2 separate regions of the Zea mays genome follow, and region 1 is linked to region 2. A link is a contact called in public Hi-C data. All regions are on one chromosome and are shown on one strand. Each heading gives the region's core, a stretch centred on a gene start, on an enhancer-like site or on the middle of the called end of the contact. The rest is flanking DNA. Distances are from core to core; before and after follow the strand shown. Region 1 holds the start of LOC100285672 (ETHYLENE-INSENSITIVE3-like 1 protein). Region 2 holds the start of LOC103634596 (chaperone protein dnaJ 20, chloroplastic).

Region 1 (5,318 bases), core at 2,211-4,710, 180 kb after region 2:
ACCGAACAGTGTCCGGTGCACCAGAGGACTCCAACTCGAACTCGCTACCTTCGGGATTTTCTCAGGCCGGCGCGCTATAATTCACCGGACTGTCCGGTGTACACCGGACAGTGTCCGGTGCTCCAAGGAAGCGCGGCCTCCGGAACTTGCCAGCCTCGGGAACGCGCAGCAGCCGCTCCGCTATAATTCACCGGACATGTCCGGTGTGCACCGGACTGTCCGGTGCATCCTCGGAGCAACGGCTATTTCGGCGCCAACGGCTACCTGCGATGCATTTAATGCGCGCGCAGCGCGCGCAGAAGGCAGGCGCGCCCATACTGGCGCACCGGACATGGAACAGTACATGTCCGGTGTGCACCGGACATCCAGGCGGGCCCACAAGTCAGGAGCTCCAACGGTCAGAATCCAACGACATTGGTGACGTGGCTGGGGCACCGGACATGTCCGGTGCGCCATCGAACAGACAGCCTCCACCAACGGTCAAGTTTGGTGGTTGGGGCTATAAATACCCCAACCACCCCCACATTCATTGCATCCAAGTTTTCCACTTCCCAACTACTACAAGAGCTCTAGCATTCAATTCTAGACACACCAAAGAGATCAAATCCTCTCCAAATTCCACACAACGCCCTAGTGACTAGAGAGAGAGATTTGCTTGTGTTCTTTCGAGCTCTTGCGCTTGGTTTTGCTTTCTTCTTTCTTGATTCTTTCATTGCAATCAAACTCACTTGTAATTGAGGCAATAGACACCAAACTTGTGGTAGTCCTTGTGGGAACTTTGTGTTCCAAGTGATTGAGAAGAGAAAGCTCACTCGATCCGAAGGATCGTTTGAGAGAGGGAAGGGTTGAAAGAGACCCGGCCTTTGTGGCCTCCTCAACGGGGAGTAGGTTTGCGAGAACCGAACCTCGGTAAAATAAATCCGTGTGTCACACTCTTCATTTGCTTGAGATTTGTTTTGCGCCCTCTCTCGCGGACTCGTGTATATTTCTAACGCTAACCCGGCTTGTAGTTGTGTTTATATTTGTAAATTTCAGTTTCGCCCTATTCACCCCCCCTCTAGGCGACTATCAGACGCCGTCTAGAACCAGAGGGCTAAGAATCGGTGGGAGCCGACTCCCGGAACAATCCCTGCCAAACCGGCGCCGACCACCCGGCACGTCACCGGAACATCCAACTCATGCAAGGCCTAGCCATGCGGATATTAATCAAATCTTCGATAAACCAAAGACTAACTGTGACGGATCGGGTCCACCGAGTGAGGACGGAACAGGATGCCACCCTCACTCTCGCGAACTCATGCGTAGGCGGCAAAACACTCACAACCAGCAAACAACATACGTGTATAACGATCTTGCCGACGCATTCTCCTAGATACTATGTTAACTAGTGCATCTCGCCATAAAAAACGCTTCAGTACCAGAAAGCATAGAGATTTAACGAATAAGAACAACATCACCCTGATCACAAGATGCGATTATGGTGGCGTGGTACTTACCCGTGAAGAACCCTGAGAACATGGGCGACGAGGCGCCAAAGCTTGTGGTCGCAAAACGTGTGTAGATTTACGACCCCTAATGAGTATTTACAAGTACATATTTATAGTCTAGGGGACTCTCCAACCCTAGTGTTACAGACGAGCTCTATCTTCCTATTCCTAAGCTAACTTATTATCACTAATTTTGTGGCTGCTTATCTCGAGATGTTCTTGTGCGGGGATACGCCCTTCCGCATCAGTCAGGCCGCTCTTTGCGGCCCATCCTGCGTTGCGGCCTGTCTCGGGCCTGACTAAAATCCAGTGATAACACCAAGTAAAGTTGAATTAGTCAAGTTACTTTCTTTCCCAACCAAGGTATAGCATGGATAAACATTCCTATCCATAAACAAAAAATACAATAAGAGTTATAAGAAATTACGTGGAATTCTACTAAACCCTATATTATGTGCATATTCAATGACACCAGCATTATATTTTGTACATACTTTGTATTCAAGGGAGAATGGAATATTAAAGAACTATACTCATGGTACGTTTGGTTTAGCTTTTTGAACCTGCTTCTACTTTGAAAAGACATACCTTCTTAGCTGAACCAAATAGGTTCAACTTTTCTGCAACTACTTTAAAATGACAAAAATAAGGTTAAAAATAAATAAGTGTTATAATAAATGAAATAAGAAATATTTTTAATAAAAACATATAAAATTATTAAAAATGTTATATATATATATATATAAATATATAAATTGATTGATAGATATAGTTAAACAAAGTGCATATAAGTAATATATAGTTTGTTCATGGTAACTCACAATAGTTTGAACCAAACAACTTTTAGTTTTTTCACGGCAAACAACTCATTACAATTTTTTATAGCAGATAGCGGAAAACAACTTTTCTCATGGTAGACAACAGAACTAAACGCACCTTAAATCCTTTGTCACAAACGGTGTACTCCTAAAAATGGTGGGCATGTAAGAAAACAAGATAGCATGGGAAAATATGTATTAAAATTATGCTGTTATGAAAGTAGGAGTAATCGAAGTGACCTCCCACGTTTTCCTTTTATTAAGTTCTTGTTTGGCAACTTTATTTTTCTAAGAGATTTCTAAATATGATTGTTAAACTAGCCCTAAAAGATAGAATATCTTCGCCTCTGCACCCACGTACAATTAAATTTTATAATATTTTAGCTTATTTTCTGGCAAAATAAAGATGAAGAGTATACTTGAATATACAAAAGTCATATGCAAAGTATAATATTACTTTATCGTCTATTTTTTATAAACATCTTGAAACATTTTTACTTTATCTTCGCGCTGCAGCTGCACCTAGAAGTAGAACACAACTAATATGCTTCTGCATTTACATGTGAGTCATTGCCGGAATTGTTTAGAATAGTCTTCCAAATCTGCATCTGAATTTGTTTACGGTATGTAATACTATATGATTCTAAGGTACCCACCTCTGCTACCGTGAGAAAATAACCCAATATAAAATTATTTGCACTAGGAACCAATCATGGTCGATGAGCTAGATTAGAGGAACGCGCGCCACATCAAAAGCCGAAGAGCACGGGGCAGCGGGCCCATCTGCCAGGCCGCCACCACCACCGCCAGCACCCACTCCCTTTTGTCCTAGCTCTTCGCGCGGTACGATCCTCCTCGGACCACGCCACACCGGGAGAGGAGAGCAGGAGGCCACCGACCGGCGACCGGGCCCCGCGTGTCACACGCAGACGCCACCAGCCAAGCTCTCCGCGGGTGGCGGTAAAAGAGCGCCATCACGCGGGCGATTACGGAGGGGCAAAATCTTTTTTTACCGCCGCGCAGCATCGCAGTGGCAGCTCGTGAGTGGAGGGAGGCGGGGATCATTAGTTTAAGAGGGCAGATTATAAAAGCCGGGCTGTCGCTGTTGAGGCCGAGCACAGCAGCAGAGCACCATCAGCACCAGCACGCCCACTTGCCTCCTATTATTTGCGCCAGAGGGCAGGGCAGGGCAGGGCAGGGGCCTTGGCGCTACCCCCGTTCTTATCCCCACCTCGTGCCTCCCCTCCTCCCCCCTTCCCCTCTCTCGCCCCTCCTCCCTCCGTCTCGTCTCCCAGGTCATGGCAAAAGCTGGAGCACCGGGAAAAATAACAAGTGGGAGATAAACAGGAAGAGCTAGGTGAGTTCTTCCTACCTGCCTGGACCTCCTACCCTTCCCAGTTCTTGTGTGGCTGGTCCTCCTTTTCTTCGCTGATCTTCTTCTTCCCTTGCTGCTTGTGCTACTGGAGTGTGGTCGCCTGATTATCTGATGGATATGTAGAGTGATATTTTTTTTCCCCAGGAGATCTTTTTTCCTCTCTAGATTTTTTTTTTCAGTATCCTGTAGCTTCCCGAGGTGGCCAATTCCCGTTTGAGTTCCGATCCTTCTTTTCCCTTGCTGATGTTCTGTCCTCCAGCGTAATAGCTGCGGCTAAATCCACGACAGAGTTCCAAGGTTGATGCCTTCGATGATTTTGCAGCTCCCATCCAAAAACCTGAGTTTCTTACATCTCTTTCCTCTTTTTTTTCCCCTTCTACAAGTTTCGGTTGGATCTCAATACCACAATTAGTCAAAGGCTCAGCTCGTTCTACGGTTCTAGGAAGTGTCTAACAGCCGGGTGTGATGGAAACATTCTGTTCCTGCATCATCTTCGGAGGCGCAAAATTTGACCAGTTTTCGTTAGGTTTGATACGTGTTTAGTCCATTTAGTCCCTTGTTTTCTTCCCTTTCATGTATGACCTTGATTCCCCCTTTCAAGCACATGGGTGCATGTTCTTTGTTACCAACTGTCAGTTCGTGCTTGGCTGGTTGAAAAAAAAATGACTACTTATTTTTTTTTCCTGAAAAGCTTTCCTTCCCTGCCCTTTGATCTTTTTTTAGCTTTCCCCCTTGTGATTCAACCAGAGCTTGTGAACATGCTTTCGTAAAAAAAGGGGGAAAGATGCAACTTTACCTGCTTGTTCCGTGAACCGGCATATGAGTAGTTTTTTTATGGAACTATTTATATATTCTCATAAGTTTTCATGCTTTAATTCCTTCTTCCACAAGTATGTGTGATGCATATTTCTCACCCATGCTGTGTAATCTGTTTCTTTTATGTCGAAACAATAAGGGCCATGCTATATTTGGCCATGTATAGTTTGATCAGATCAAGGCCCTGTTCTGTTTCACCAGACACATGCCAGGTTGCTAACTTTGGCCTCCCGGCTGTTGCTTCAGTAGGCAATCTTGCCTTTTTCTGCTACACGATTGTCTCCTGTAGCTGTGTAGATCTATGATGCCAAGGCAAAAGGCCCTCATGTAATCACCAAATTAAGATGCCACAGTAGCGTTCACTGGACCATCTTTAATTACCTTTTTTACTAACACGCAATCGTGTTGCACATGTTTACCCTTGCCCTGCACTTATTGTCTGTGCACTGAATTGCTGACAGTAAACACAGCAGCTGACGTGTTCGTCGTGTTGCTTCCGCGCAGGTGAATACTTGGAGAAAAAGGTCCCCCACACCCCCCACGCAGGTGAATACTACAAGTAGCAGTACAAGGAAGAGAGCCAATCTGCCCGTGACTGCCAGTGAGTTGCTCGGGTGTGGTGGTTAGTTGAGGTCACGATGATGGGAGGCGGGCTGATGATGGATCAGAGCGTGGTGTTCCCTGGCGTCCACAACTTCGTGGATCTCCTGCAGCAGAACGGCGACAAGAACCTGGGCTTCGCCTCACTCATGCCGCAGACGTCCTCCGGCGACCAGTGCGTGATGGGGGAGGGTGATCTCGTGGACCCACCGCCAGACAGCT
Region 2 (5,931 bases), core at 2,821-5,320:
AGGCCTGGTAGTATATAAACTTATACAATATCTCAATTGATGGTGGCTCTTGAAGTCCGGCCAAATTTCAGAATTCTATTTTATTTGCACTAGTCATTTCTGAGAACTACACTACTACATAAATAGGTTTGGCTGTAACCAGGATTAGATGATATCCCATTACTGAGGACAGAATAATTTTACCCATGGCCCTGTGCTGAAGACCAAATAATCTACGACGCTGTTTTAACTATGGCCGATAGCCTATTCGATGCTGTAGAACAAATCATGACGTAACCTTAAAGTTCAGTCGTATTCCGACTCCCAACCTGCCGCCTGTATTAAGTGATGGCCAGCATGATCAACTTGCCAGTTGCCACTTACATCCTGGACTATACTTGCACCAATTTTCTCACATGCTCCAACCTTTTGCAGTTCATGGACGTAAGTTCATTGCAAGAGGCCTTGCCTAGCCCAGATCTGCCAACCTTCCTTGATGGTTTACCTGAAAGATGGTTCTCCAGCAGCTCTTGTGCTTATGTTCCATCAGCGTCAGCGTCACATGGTATGCTCTCCTGGATCTACCAATGATTATATTTCTACCGTTCACAGCTTCACATCAAAACCACCGGATATGACTGGAACAACCTGTGCGTATTCAGGTGGACTGCCGTGCCTTGTCGAGCGGGGCCCCAACTGTTCCTTGCTGTGAGTTGCTCCCCTCTGATGCATGCTTTATTGTAAACCAGCTGAGCTGCTATCTGCTGATATCTGCTTTCCCGCCGGTCCAGGAATATACCAGTTGGCACTTTATCAGCTGGAAATCCTTTTGTATAGAGGGCATCACAGTGAAAATAATCTGCGTCTTGGACTTGGCATGTTCCTTTGGTTTGGTGATCTTAGAGCTAGGAATCTTTTCTGTGCGAACCGGGACACCTTGCAAGGTTACCAGAGGAGGTGGGGAATATGATAGCGTCCCCAGGACCCACTGGAGGAATGTTTAGTAATTGTGAGTTTCTGATGGAGGAATGTGTGTATTCTTTCTCGGTTCATGTACTCTAGGACATGATTATTCAGCACTACCGGGCATCCTCCCGGTACATTTCTTTCTGATAGTTACAACGATACATGGCTTCATCCAGTTATTCAAGTTGTTCAGGTACATGTACATCTCTTGCGGATATTGCTTCAGGACATCAACATACATGGGTATGTCGGCTGGGTGGGAACTATACAACATATATATTGTAGAAGTCGTAGTCACAGCCGGATTAAAGCCGTAGCGAACAAAACGACAGCTTACAGTCTATAACCAATATTTTTACAGCTACAGCCCAATCAAACTGTCCTTAGCCAATTCTAAGGCCCTGTTTGGGAACAAAGTTTTTGAAAACTACAGTTTTTAAAATACTATACTATACTTTAGTTATGACAATACCGTAGTTTATAATACCGCAGTTTTGAAAACTGAGGTCCAGAGCTAAGTTTAGAATGCCTTAAAACAACTATAGTATTTGCATACTTCAGTTTTGAAAATAGAGATTTTACCCAGCTTGCCAAACACCATTATGTATATAATACTGCAGTATTTGAGAATACTGCAGTATTCTTCCAAAACTGCAGAAAAACTTTGTTCCCAAACACCCCCTAAACGGCATATGCAAAATGCAACGCAATAGCCAAAGGACAAAGGCGACCTAGTCGTCCGGACGAGAGTGTTCGATTGAGTGATTTCTTAAGAATTGAGACGATTCTGTTCCTCCGTGAATATGTTTCAAATCTATACTCAAACAAAATTCGTTTTAGAGAAATAGTATGTTCATAAAATTCGTTCTAAATTTATCATCATTTGTTTAAATATAGATATAAAACTAAGAGCTAAAATGGCTACTATTTGTTTAAATATAGATATAAAACTAAGAGCTAAAATGGCTACTATTTGAAACGGAGTGAGTACTATTGTACCTATAATTTATTTTGATTTTTTCTTATTCATACTTTTTTGTTATATATCTAAATATATTAGAAATTATACACTAAAACAGTAAATGATTTTTAAATTCAGGATAAAAAGGAGTAGAAAAGAACATTAAGATTTAATACTATTAAATATCTTCTTCGTGTCCAGAATTTAAGATGATTCTACGCAGCACTATTGTACCATCAACTAGTGTATATATATTATGAATTTAATGATTTATTATTTGTCTTATATTATGACATATTATTATTATTTTCTTATCTAATAATAGAAACAATTATAATTTGTTAATTGTCGGTTTACCGGTATAAATCAGATTTCTTGTTTTGTTTAATAAGCCTGATACGAAAATTACATATTATGACTAAAAAAATTACCATAAACTAACACTATAATTTTAATCTAAAATATATGCAATAACCATTAACGAAAAGGAAATTAAAATTTAGACATCTAAATATTAACAAATCCCTTATTAAATATACTATAGAACATATTTGCCGTGTGCTCATTAGATGTGAAAAGTATTAGTTAATAATTCGGTTAATAAAGATAGTTTAACATAATGCTGAAAATTAATTTATTTAAAGACGGTACGACCAGTACGGGTTCAATTTTCTCGAAGGGTACCTACGGTTTCGGTTTTCTCAAAGGGTACCTACGGTTTCAGTTTTCTCAAAGGGTAAGCGGTTTTATGGCACGTATGCTGTGACAGTTTTTTAATCAAAGTTTTGATGCAGCTGTAGTCCTCGAAGAGTGATACTAGTTGCAAAACAATGCTGAGATAGGATTCGAACCGTATGTAACCGAGTGGGAACTAAAAGTTGACAGTACTACACTTCAAAGGGGGGGAAAATGTCTACTGCTTCTAGACTTCAAGCTCGTCTGCACTCCGAACAGTGCGACGAGGATGACGTGTTGGCAAGAGAAAACGCTGCAGAACAGCGCAATTACAGCTTCTCGGGCCATTCGATTGTCGAAGAGGAAAGGGGAAGGTAGGGTAGTACACTAGTACTACGAAGTATGAACTATCAAAGGCCAGCCACCGGCGACGCCGCTACAAGGACGGCTGCGCGGCCGCCTGGCGCATCCTGCTGCCCCAAGTCTCCCCGCCGGCGCGCCCGCGCCGCCCCGCCGCGCGCCACTGCAGCCCGGTCAGCTGCGCCTCCCAGTCGGCGAACCCGGCGCGGCGTGCCGCGCGGTACCCGGCGTCGCCGAAGTGGGCGCCGCAGCGGAGCTGGATGTCGTAGCCGCGCCTGCGCTCGGGGTCGGACAGCACCTCGTAGGCCTCCCGCGCCGCCATGAAGCGGTCGGCGCCGCCGGGGCACGCGTCCGGGTGCCACCGCCGCGCGGCGCGCCGGTACGCCGCCTTGATCTCGTCGGGCCCCGCCGTCTCCTCGACGGCGAGCAGCTCGTACATCGTCGCCGCCATCGCGGGCGCGGGCGCGGCCACTGCCGAGGCCGCGGCCGAAACCCGCACCCGCGACCGTGGCTGGCACCTCGCCCCGCCGAAGCAGTACCCCACGCCAACGGGCCTCGCGCTCACGGAGGTCATCTTCTTCCTTCCCCGCTCTGCTGAGCTAAACCACCGGAGACGGCCCGGAAAGCGATGCGTGAACGTGTAAGCTAGCTAGCTACCAATGTGGATGAAGCAGAAAAGCAGTCGCGTCTCGCTCTGGCTCTGCAATCGTGGCGCCGAATGGCCGGGGACGTGCCCGTTTATATAGCAGCTGGACAGCGTGAGCGACGAGGTCTCCTCTGTGTTTCTGGAAGGGACGGTGCTGCGGAGGCGGGAGGGATAAGCGAAGGGCGTCATCGCCCACGGGAACCGCGGTCCGCGGGCTCTGTCTGGTACGATTACGCGCTAATCACCTTTACGTGAGTGAACCCCCAGTTTGTCGTGATTACTGTTGGCACTGCTTGTGTGCCGCGGTTTGACTGCTGCTGTAGTACTTCTGGAATCTGGACTGGGCATCTAGAAAGACGAGATGGCGCAAGCGCGCCAAGAGGGGGAGATTGACGTGGTGGCGCTGCGCCGTGTGCGTCCTTTCTGGAATTTCCCTTTTGCCCGTGGAGCGGAGATCTACTCGTTTACTTGCCCGCAGTTGTGATAGAGGAAACGGTAGTGTCTCTCTGGCAGCAGGGCAGGCTTTGGCTCTTCCCGACATATAGTTAGGCTGACATATAGGGTCTATTTGGTTTGATGTCTAACTTGCCACACTTTGCCTAACTTTTCTGTCTAAGGTTAGTTCTTCAATTCGAACGACTAACCTTAGACAAAGTGTGACACATTTAGCTACGAACCAAACAGCTCCATAGTTAGGGAGGCTTTCGAGTCGGGAGCGAGGCGAGAGGGAGCCGGCGGGCAACCCTGCCACCGCCGGCTCGACGATATCGTCTGACTTTCGTCTGTGTTGGAGCGTGCTTCTCGTCTGTGTTGGAGCGTGCTTTCGGGCGATAGGTGGGCGAGAGGTGGACGACACGTTGGCAGCGGCGAGACACGGGTTAGCGAGGTGGCAGATTTTGATTAGTTTATTTGGTCACATCACCGCCATTCATTAAATTTGCAAAATATTATAAATTCCATCCCAATTCATTTGTAAATTCAAAAAATGTAAAATATTATAAATTGCAAAATATTGTGCGCTTTGTAATTTTCAATTTAATAAAAATATATTATGTTGTGCGATTTGAAAGTGTTGAAAACAAATCTGCGTGAATTAATTCTGAGATAGAAAAGTTGATGTAACTATGAGTTAAGGTTGTAGGATGTGCACTGGAATAGGATGGGCGAGAATGAAGTCGAGAGCTGATGTGATAGGGACGATAGGGGATGGTGCATTGGCACCATCCTTATACTCTAGCATATAGCTAAAGGTGTTTGGTTTGTTTTATCTAGTTAGAAGTATATTAAATATAATTTAGTTATAAACTTATTTTTTAGATGGTGATTAAACGACAAACAAATCTATTAAATCTAACCAGTCTATGATTCATCTATATAATATTTAAGCATTTTTCTAATCATAGATTAAATAGATTTAATAAATTCGTATCTCTGCATTTATATCATTTTTGCAATTAGTTTTATGATTAAACTATATTTAATAATTATAATTGGCATTCAACATCCACCGGGAGTCGTTTGCACAAGCCTTCTAGATCGTGATTAGGCCGGCCGGTGTGACTGCATGCGTGGCTAGCCTTTGGCCTGACAGCGTCGAATCTGATGAGTGGAAGACCTCGCCATCGTGACGACGACGTGTTTCTAGACGGGGGTTCGTCCATGAGCGGTCGCTTATCGGCTACTCTGACTTGCCGTGTAAGCTCATACGTACGTATGTCTCAACATCGATTGATCGATTAGCCCATTTTGTTGCTGCGTGTCTCTGTGATCTGCGCCTCATTTAAAAAATACTTTTTTTGTTATTAGAAGAGGCGGTCGGGTCCTTTTTCATGAACAGAGTTCCCCAATAATCCATGACCGTACATGTGGTGGTGAGACCAATCCGGAAGAAACAGCCAATAGAATTCAAAACGGTTCACCTAATCACGGTACAAGGACGAGCAGCTCGATCGCTACTAATGTACGTTTGCAGCAAATCAACGACCTCTGGAACTTGCATTACAGCCATACACTTGTGTGGTCATGTGGATAGCATCAAGCGCGAGTATCGTGTGCCCGCATTGTTCTGCGTACACGGCTTTACTGTGATATTCTTAAACAAACGTGAACCATTTATTTAAGGTGTCGTGTTGTTCACGAAATGTAACGTAAATGACAATGCATTGTAATGATTCACATTCGAATACCGGTGATAATGAGTTTGAGTAGATTGGTATCAGTTCCTAGGGTGGTACCTGATTACGATTGGACTTAAACAAACATGATTTAACGTTATCAATTACCCATCACGTTACAAATATGTGAACCAAACGACATCTAAGTACTAATTGGTTCCACTCAAAAT

What was found. Hi-C and Micro-C count contacts between places; a contact is called where the count stands out from the background.
Region 1: a contact with region 2 is called in a Hi-C map of leaf mesophyll, with 2.2 times the contacts expected there. The contact joins the promoter of LOC100285672 here to the promoter of LOC103634596 in region 2. A contact is called at or near these places in 7 of 25 Hi-C or Micro-C datasets (bundle sheath, ear, endosperm and 3 more).

What each region holds. Positions count from the first base shown.
Region 1 is chr1:52,821,981-52,827,298 of Zm-B73-REFERENCE-NAM-5.0, forward strand. It overlaps LOC100285672 (ETHYLENE-INSENSITIVE3-like 1 protein), which reads left to right and starts at 3,461. Exons shown (of 2, transcript NM_001158563.2): 1 at 3,461-3,662; 2 at 5,001-5,318. The coding sequence starts at 5,135.
Region 2 is chr1:52,645,992-52,651,922 of Zm-B73-REFERENCE-NAM-5.0, forward strand. LOC103634596 (chaperone protein dnaJ 20, chloroplastic) reads right to left here and starts at 4,071. Exons shown (of 1, transcript XM_008656987.4): 1 at 2,724-4,071. The coding sequence starts at 3,515. The coding sequence ends at 3,018. It overlaps LOC103634597 (probable ADP-ribosylation factor GTPase-activating protein AGD14), which reads left to right. Exons shown (of 14, transcript XM_008656989.4): 12 at 415-544; 13 at 642-687; 14 at 771-1,141. The coding sequence ends at 816.